Linked DNA regions of Mus musculus: regions 1 and 3 are each linked to region 2. The links are chromatin contacts, called in public Hi-C and HiChIP or PLAC-seq maps. All regions are on one chromosome and are shown on one strand. Each heading gives the region's core, a stretch centred on a gene start, on an enhancer-like site or on the middle of the called end of the contact. The rest is flanking DNA. Distances are from core to core; before and after follow the strand shown.

Region 1 (2,700 bases), core at 8-2,507, 340 kb after region 2:
CTGCTAGTGAGGCTTAACTCTAACTTTGTTTGACAGCGTACATTTTTTATTTCCAGGTGTTTTTTTTTCAGCGTGGGTTTCTTTAGTGATTCTACTTCTATTTTCATGTTTTAAACTGTTTTCTTTATTTCATTCCTCTGTTTCCTCTTGTTTTCATTAGTGGATTTATTAGTATCCTCTTTAAGGTCCTTGAGCATAGTCACCTGGCTGCTTTGACGTTCTTGTCTTGTGTCTCAGCTGTGTTGCATGTCTCAGGGCTACAGTAGGTCTTGGTAGAGGAATGTTGTCCTGGCTGTGCGTGTTTGTTCTGCAGTGAGGTCTAGACATCTGTAATTATGATTGAAGTGCTTCTAAGCATTGGCCTCTGGTTGTCTTTGGATGGGGATCCATTCTTTGATTGCTGTTTTAGGAGGTATAACCTCTCACGATCCTAGGTAGAGAGTTCTGCCAGTCAGTGGTTGGCAAAGAGGAATAGAGATGAGCTTGGAGAAATAGCTGAGAGGAGCTGTGGGAAGAGATAGGGTGATCCGGTCCTCACCAAAAGGCAGGTTACCCAGGGAGTAGAAGTGTGAGGGGAGGAAGGGCTCCCTAAAGTTGGCCGCAGGAAGACAAAGAATCTCTGGAGAGACAGGTGGAAGGGCTAGGAAGACCTTGGGGCTGCTTCAAGAGTCCGAGTGTTCAGTAGATGGAGTTGGAATGAGAAAGGAGGCACCTGTAAGCCGGCTGCCTCAGAGCTGAGGTAAGAGTAGCAAGATCATGGAGGAAGGAAGGATGGATAATGAAAATCACCTACCTGAGCCCCAGCCTTGTATGGCCACTGTGGGTCCTTGGTAGAAAGTCTTTCTAGATACTGGTGGCTAACACAAAGGAGTGGAGATGACTAGCAGGGAAGGCTGCGAGAGGATTGGGAAGGAGTTGAGCTGGGTCTGCATCAAGAGGCAGATAGATACCCAGGAATGTTTTGTCACTGCCCTGTAACCCAGGCTCCCGTGACCTGCTCCTATCTGTCAGTTGCTGGGGTTACAGGTAGAGGTTTTCTGATGAAAAAACTGACCTGTCCTTATGAGGATCCATTGGGTGGGAGGGATCATTTCTCAAGAGTCTCTGTGTGGCCTGGCTTTCAGTACTGAATAGTTAACACAGATGGCATAGATCTCTCTTGAGGTTACCTCACAGAGTTCTTGAGCTCATGTGTGTCTCTTTCCTAGCCATTTTCAGCTGGTGTTTATTCAGGCAGGCCTTCTGGCCCTTCTCCGAGACTCAACTCACTCTGCTTTCCTTGTTTGGCTTCTGCATTCGATGTTGCATAAACTCTGTTGCTCTGTGTAAGCACATTGATTTTTCTGCCTTGTAAATCTGCTGTTGAAAAGATGTAGAAAATTTTTAACTAAAAAGCCATACTTTTTTTCTGGCTCTAAGTTTCCATTTGGTTCATTTTTGTCTGTTGTCACACTGTTCTGGTCTCATGCAGTTCTTGTTTTCTGAGAGAATTTGACCCAGTTGAGCCCTTCGGCCACTGAAGTTCTCTGTGCTTTCGGAGCTTCTGCTACAGTCTTTCTTCTTGTGAGTGAGTCACAGTTTGTCACATTTAATTTGAAAAGTGGACATTTTGGACTTGATGATGTAATTCTCAAAGCTGAGTCTTAGGCTTTCTTGGTTCTGCCTGCTGTGTGGTTATATAATAGTTGGTAACTGTTCAAAGTAACACTTTGAGATGTCTTTGTTATCTGTGGTCTCTGATGCCTGCTGCCCTAGTTTAGAATTCAGCTAGTGATTTGACAGAGTTCATGTGACTAGAGCCAAGACATAAAAGAAAATGAAAAAAACCAGAGGAAAGTAGGGCTAAGTAGGGTTCTTAGCTTCCTAAGAACAATGTATTCTTTACAGAGGACCTGGGTTCATTCCCAGCACCCACAAGGCAGCTCATAACCGTCTATAACTGTACTCTCTTCTGACCTGTGTGGCACCATGGATGCATATGATGTGTGAACATATATGCAGGCATAATACTAATACACGTAAAAGTAAAAATAATGAATTCTTTAGGGTCCTGGGAAGTGACTCAGTGAGTAGAGGCACTGGCTGCCAAGCATGGCACCCTGAGCCTAATCCCTGGACGCACTTGGTAGGAAGAGAGAGCAGACTCCCACAGTTTGTCCTCCTAGCCTCCACACATGTGTGCAAGCACGCGTGTGCACACACACACACACACACACACACTAATGTAATAAAATGTTCTCATGGTCTTTACAGTTGTCTGTGTTGAGACATTGTGCAGCATTTAGAAGGCTTCCAGGGCTGGGGCTGTAGGGGTGCTGTCTCCCCTGTACCCTGAGCTCCAGTCTGCTTTCAGCAGGGGACCCAGAGTCCTACCTTGGCACATTCAGCATTTTCCAAATTGCTCCATTTTGTGGCGACTTCAGGGTTTTCCCCCCAAATTTCTTCCTCTGTGGCTTTCTTTGCCTCTCAGCAGAAGCCTAAGAGAAGCCTCAGTATCCTATGCTATCACTGCCTCCCTTGAGACAGGGTCTGTCGCTGAGTCTGGTGTTATCCTGGCAGCCAACAAGCCCAAGTGATCCTTGTGTCTCTGTCACCTATAGGGCTGGGACTACACGTCCTGTATGACCACACCCAGCATTGTTATATGGGTTTCAGGGATTTGAACTCAGGTCTTTGTCTGTGTACGGTAACACTCTTAAG
Region 2 (2,700 bases), core at 30-2,529:
AGTTGGAGCTCCAAATAGAAATGTAAAATTCAGAGCAAAATAAAATTACTTTTGTTAGCACTTTGCCTAAGCTCCGCCCCACAGTTACCTGGCAACAGCTAGGTTGCCTGGCTTACTATAAAAGGGGCTGCTTGGTCCCCTCCTCGCCTCTTGCTCTTGCCTTCCTGCTCTGACTCTGTCCTCTTACCCCTCTTCCCATTCCCCATCCCCACATGCTCATAGTCAGCTTCTCTTCTCTCTTCTCTCCTCTCTCTCTCCTCTCTCTCTCTCTCTCTCTCTCTCTCTCTCTCTCTCTCTCTTTCTCTGCCTCTACTACCCTCTCAACTCCCCTCCCCATGCCCTGAATAAACTCTATTCTATACTATTCTAGTCGTGTGGCTGGTTCCTCAGGGGGAAGGGATGCCTCAGCATGGGCCCGCAGAGGCACCCCCTTCCCCTATACCTCACCACACATCCACCAAAACACATCCCCCCTCTCCTTATCTTTTAAAAAACAGAACAACTTTTCTTTTCACCAGAGTCAAGAGACAAATTGAGAGTAGCATGGGTCTGGGGGAAGGGCAGGGGCCTGGGCACTGCAGTGGTGGAAGACTTGAGTCTGAGTCAGATTGTTCTTGAGCCAGGGAACAGAAGATGTCTCAACCAGTGATGTGTTTGCCACACAAGCATAAAGAACCTAGTTTGGATACCCAGCACCCACTTAAAATGCCAGCTGTGGTGACACTAGTATTCATAGCTCTGAGGAGGTGAGACAGAAGGATCTCTGATCCTGGCTGGCCAGCCAGTCCAGCTGAGTCAGTAATCTCTGGGTTCAGAGCTCTAAAAAACAAAAAGAGATAACAAAAACATGCAAACAAAAACACAGAAGAACTGGGGAGATGGTTTGGTGGGTAAGGACACTTGTACAAACATGAGGACCTGGGTTTGCCTCCCCAGCACCAGTGTAAAAAGCAAGGCATGACTGTGGGTGCCTGTAACCCCAACATTGTGGGTGGGAGCAGATGGACCCCAGGAACATGCATCCATACACACATACACATACATGAATGTGTACACATGCAAGCAACATGTAATTTTAAAGTCTGTGCTATGTATGTCCATTTAAAACAGCTACAGACGCTGTTGCACTCCTGTTCTGTATTGTAGCGAGCTGAACCCAATGGACCTCAGAGGTTTATGGGGATTTTGTGGCAGGGAGGGACTTCTCAGAGTCTGAGTGCCCAGAATCCAGACAATCTGTGAATGCCAGCTGGCACAGGTTAATGCAGGTGTCCCTCTGGCCAGCAGGGGGCGCAAGTTCCCCGTGGCCCCGGGCCAGGCAGGCTCCCAGGAGTCTCTGGGTGGAGAAAGACAGCAAGAAGGCCTGAAGGCTGAGATTCTAGCATTTATTAATAACCCTCAAGGGGGAGTGCAAGTGTAACCACCCCCCACCAGGGTCAGCCCTAGCCCCAGCCCTGCGATGTCCTCCAGAGTCTTCCCCTGCTCTCCCCAAGCCTCTTCCTCATCTGTAATCTAGCAAAGGCCGGCAGGATTTCACGGCCATTATGGTTTTCCAAGGCCTCTTGGCCTGAGGGAGGCTTGGCCTCTGGTGTTTCTCAGGTTCTCCAAGCCTGTAAGCTATAGAGAGAACCCCATCAGTTAGGGCACAGGAAATGACAGATGTTGAAGAAGAATCATGATCCGAGAAATCAATCCAAATGTCCTCCATTACTAATGGAAATAAACAAATCGTAGACTCATCGTGTTGCGTGATGTTCTTTAACTGGTAAGAACTCTGTCTTGGGGCTGGGGGTGTGGCTCAGTTGGTAGAGTGCTTGTACAACATGACAAAGTCCTGGGTTCCATCTCCAGGACACATAACCAGCATGGCAGTGGTCATAGAACTGGAGGGGACGGGGCTGAGGGTGGGGGGATGGGATGAGAGGATCAGGTGTCCAAGGTCACACATGGCTTCCTTTTTGCTAATTTAATATTAGTTTCTTAATTTTTTAAAGATTTATTTATTTACTCTATGTATTTGAGTACACTGTAGCTGTCTTCAGACACACCAGAAGAGGGCTTCAGATTCTGTTAAAGATGGTTGTGAGCCACCATGTGGTTGCTGGGATTTGAACTCAGGACCTGTGGAAGAACAGTCAGTGCTCTTAACCGCTGAGCCATCTCTCCAGCCCCATACTTGGCTTCTTAAGGAAGCAGCCCCTGGGATATGTGAAACCCTGTCTCAAGGAAAAGCTGTCTCAGTGCTGGGGTCGGTACCAGCGTCTGCTGTTGTGGGTCCCTGGATGATGTGACTCTCCTTGACTTTGCCTCTTAGGTTCTGCATCTGTACCGCCCCATGCCTGGTGTCTAGAATGGCCTGATGCTCCATGAAGAGGGACGCGGCTGAGGGAGAGGAGAGTGTCGACATCACATTCAAATTTAGAAAGTGTTTGGAAGGAACAGTCTAAAAATGCTTGCCTGGAAGGGGAAAAATGCTCTGACAAAAAGCAAAAACGAGACATACTGGACCCTTGCTCCATTTAGACATCAGTGCGTATACCCATAGAACTGTAGTCTTAAGATTCATAATATCATAAATCTATGAGATGGTGCATCTTATAAGAAGAGGAGAGGAGGAGGGCAGGAGGGGAGGGATATACAGAAGAGGAAGGCAGCTAGATAAAGTAGGCCACATGAGCTCAGATGGCCTGGATTTTCCTC
Region 3 (2,700 bases), core at 122-2,621, 370 kb after region 2:
CACATATTTCCCAGGGCTCTGTGTTATAACTACCCGCGCCTTCTTTCCAAACATTGGAGCAATTTTCGGAGCTTCTGACACCGATGCGTCTTCAGCATCTTCACTGTCTTCGTGATGGAGATCGTAAGAGATATTTCCATATTCTCTTAAAAACGGAAAAACTTCTAGTAGAAACTGACAGAAATCCCTGCGAATCCCAAACCACCAATGATTGCCCCCTTTCCGCCTGAACGTTGTAGCCATCAAAGTCAGTAATGAGAGCCAAAGCGGGATGAAAATGGAAATGTAAGAGAACGTATTGTGGTCATCCAGTCTGTGAACTAGCAGGACCTCAAAAATGAGCAGGGGCACGACAATGGTGATCCAGCTGATGGCCATGGTCACATGTGTTCTTCGCTGCTCTGCAACCACATCCAGGGACCGCAGGAATAGGAGGGACCACACGATGTAATAGAGAACTACCAGGCAGAGGAATGACATGAGGATCCACAGGGGCACGAACACCACTAGCCACGGCCAGTGGATAATCCTGTCCAGCCTCAGGGCGATGAAGATGAACTGCAGGATGTTGACAGAGCACAGGATCTCCAGTTCCAAAGACCTGTCGTGTCGGAAGCCCCAGACACAGGCGGCCACGGACACAGGGGAAACGAAGAAGAGTGGCATGAAGACCAGCAGCCAAAAGTGGGTGCCCCTCTCCACCCTGTCGCAGACTAGTATCTCAAACATGAGTAGTAGCAGGTGGATGCCCACGGCGATAAGCATGGCTTTGAATTCCACGCAGGCTTCCCCCTCTGTACGGTAGCGTGGGTTGCGGGCCCACACGCCCGCACCCACCGAGGCGCCCACGATGACCAGGAGCTTCCACAGCCAGATGGGGGCGAAGACTGCCCAGTAGCTCCACTGGATGATGCCGTCCAGGCGCAGGGGCAGCAGCACGGAGAAGAGTAGCAAGCAGGCATAAATGAGGAACTTACTGGGGTTGAAGTCCTGGAACAGGCCCCTGGGGTTCATGGCGAAGGCTGTACTGCCTCTAGATGGGCATCCGCCCGCTGCGTGTTAGAGGCTCCAGACCGCAGCTCCGAGGGGCCGGAACACGTGCGAGCAGTCACGTGGCCCGGCCGGAAGCGAGCCGAGGGCACAGCGTGCGCTGGCCGCGAACGGTACGGTGCCTACGCCGGGGACACTGCCCCAACCCCGTAGCTCAGGCTTCAGTGGATGCTCACGCCGTCTGCCTTCATTTCGCAGCCACGAGGCCGACGCCGCGTTGCGTGCGGAGTCGGATGGGACCTGGCGCGCTGCGGACTCGGCGACCCGCAGACCCGCTGCCTGTGAGCTGGCCGAGACCTTCGGAGGACGCTTCCTGGAGGAGGCCGGAACATGGAGGAGGGAGTGAGCTCACATCCTCCCGGCAGGCTCGGGGGCGGGGCCCGGGACGGGGCGGGGTCGGAGAGCGGTGGGAGCAGAGCTGGGCGGAGGGCAGGGCGAGCCGGTCCCCGCAGGGGTTTGGGGTCTTTCCGAGTGGGGAGGGCAAGAGCAGCGCGTTGTCTGGCCCCGGAGCCTGGGGGTGCACGGGCAAAGGCGGGTGGCGGGCGAGCGAAGGGAGTCTGAGAGCGCGCCGGTAACTGTGACTGCCCAGCACGGATGGAAGGACGCGCGAGGAGCAGTGGCTTTGACCCTGGGTTCGGCGCGAAGGCCGGGGGGGGGGGGGGGTGCAGGCAGTCAACGGGTTAGGGCTCTGCCCAGGGCAAAACTCCACAGAGCCACTAGCGATTCTCAGGCTGCCCCTAAAAGGTGGTGCGGAGCGCCTAGGTGCTTACCAATACTCTTCTGCCCTTTGTCACCTGGTGGAGGGGTACCTGGGAGGGTGCCCCACCAGGCCAGAAACAGCTCCCTGAGGGAGCAAGTGAAGAAACTGGACCCAGAGAAGGCCTGGTTAGCGGCAGAATTAGGGCTTGGATTTAGGGCTCCCAACCTTGAGTCTCATTTTCATTTATCAGACACTGCATGAGTCTGATTCTTTTAGAACTATGTTAGGAAAAGGTGCAAGGGTCAAGAAATTTTGGTTGTACCCCAGACCCTGCCAGCCACCGGCTGAAAAGGGAAGCAAATCCATCCCAACCCACCCCCTCTCTGATAAGCTGCAATGGGTTTGTGGTTTAGATACTATTTTTTTCTGACCTGCTGGGCAGAACTAAAGGGTTCTTTCCTCCCTTCTCTGACCCTTGCTCAGCAGAGCCCTGGTTGCTAGTCCTTGCTTTTCAGCCCCGGGGCCTCGCCCTTCAGGTTCCCTGAAGTGGGATAAAAATGCATGAAAGTCTTAGGCCATTAGAGGAAAATGAGGGGGTGGAAATGGATGGCTGCCAATCTCTGCAGTTGGAGTATAGGGCTCCCAGGGGGAAGCAGAGAACCTTCACGGACGCTACTGCCTCTTCTTTCAGCCCTTCCAGAGAAAAGTGGGGACAGCTGCTAAGCCCCAGGCTTTCCTCATTCATGATGGGCACCAAGGAGTTGCATAAGGGTTGCTGGAGATTAGTGCCAGACGGCAGAGTGCCCCCCAAGCCCAGAAATTGCAACAGGTGAACCAGTGTCCAGGCCCTCTGTTTCTACAGAGCCGATTGGAGTGATGGCCCCTACTGGGCATCAGTTTAGTTTCTTGGCTTTTTTGGTGCTCCTACCGTTTAAAAAGAATGCTGCCGT

The links. A called contact is a pair of places that touch in the nucleus more often than the background predicts. HiChIP or PLAC-seq counts read pairs in DNA pulled down with a chosen protein or histone mark.
Region 1: a contact with region 2 is called in a Hi-C map of cerebral cortex, with 2.2 times the contacts expected there. The contact joins two enhancer-like sites. A contact is called at or near these places in 2 of 39 promoter capture datasets (HPC-7-derived erythroid cells and hematopoietic stem and progenitor cells), 5 of 15 datasets of contacts at CTCF or cohesin (the G1E-ER4 cell line, the NIH/3T3 cell line, embryonic stem cells and 2 more), 79 of 484 Hi-C or Micro-C datasets (the 63-12 cell line, the AtT-20 cell line, B cells and 47 more), 4 of 115 datasets of contacts at active chromatin or transcription factors (the HPC-7 cell line, Th17 cells, embryonic basal ganglia and 1 more) and 1 of 9 other capture datasets (embryonic stem cells).
Region 3: a contact with region 2 is called in an H3K4me3 HiChIP or PLAC-seq map of forebrain, with 3 times the contacts expected there. The contact joins the promoter of Tmem185b here to the enhancer-like site in region 2. A contact is called at or near these places in 3 of 39 promoter capture datasets (the C10 cell line, embryonic stem cells and stem cell-derived epiblast-like cells), 1 of 15 datasets of contacts at CTCF or cohesin (embryonic stem cells), 3 of 484 Hi-C or Micro-C datasets (the G1E-ER4 cell line, embryonic stem cells and stem cell-derived epiblast-like cells), 4 of 115 datasets of contacts at active chromatin or transcription factors (embryonic basal ganglia, embryonic stem cells, extraembryonic endoderm stem cells and 1 more) and 1 of 9 other capture datasets (embryonic stem cells).

What each region holds. Positions count from the first base shown.
Region 1 is chr1:119,556,713-119,559,412 of GRCm38.p6, reverse strand. The region is part of intron 20 of Epb41l5 (erythrocyte membrane protein band 4.1 like 5); the gene reads left to right. Among named protein-coding and RNA genes, the nearest start is that of 3830432H09Rik, 22 kb to the right of the region's middle. Within about 2 kb of position 1,257, at least 34 of the 459 cell types and tissues checked have an H3K27ac peak or open chromatin away from gene starts, as enhancers often do. A contact at or near this core is called in cerebral cortex, where this site is marked.
Region 2 is chr1:119,893,785-119,896,484 of GRCm38.p6, reverse strand. No RefSeq gene overlaps it. Among named protein-coding and RNA genes, the nearest start is that of Gm28209, 7.5 kb to the left of the region's middle. Within about 2 kb of position 1,279, at least 18 of the 459 cell types and tissues checked have an H3K27ac peak or open chromatin away from gene starts, as enhancers often do. A contact at or near this core is called in cerebral cortex and forebrain, where this site is marked.
Region 3 is chr1:119,524,825-119,527,524 of GRCm38.p6, reverse strand. It overlaps Tmem185b (transmembrane protein 185B), which reads right to left and starts at 1,371. Exons shown (of 1, transcript NM_146103.2): 1 at 1-1,371. The coding sequence starts at 1,014.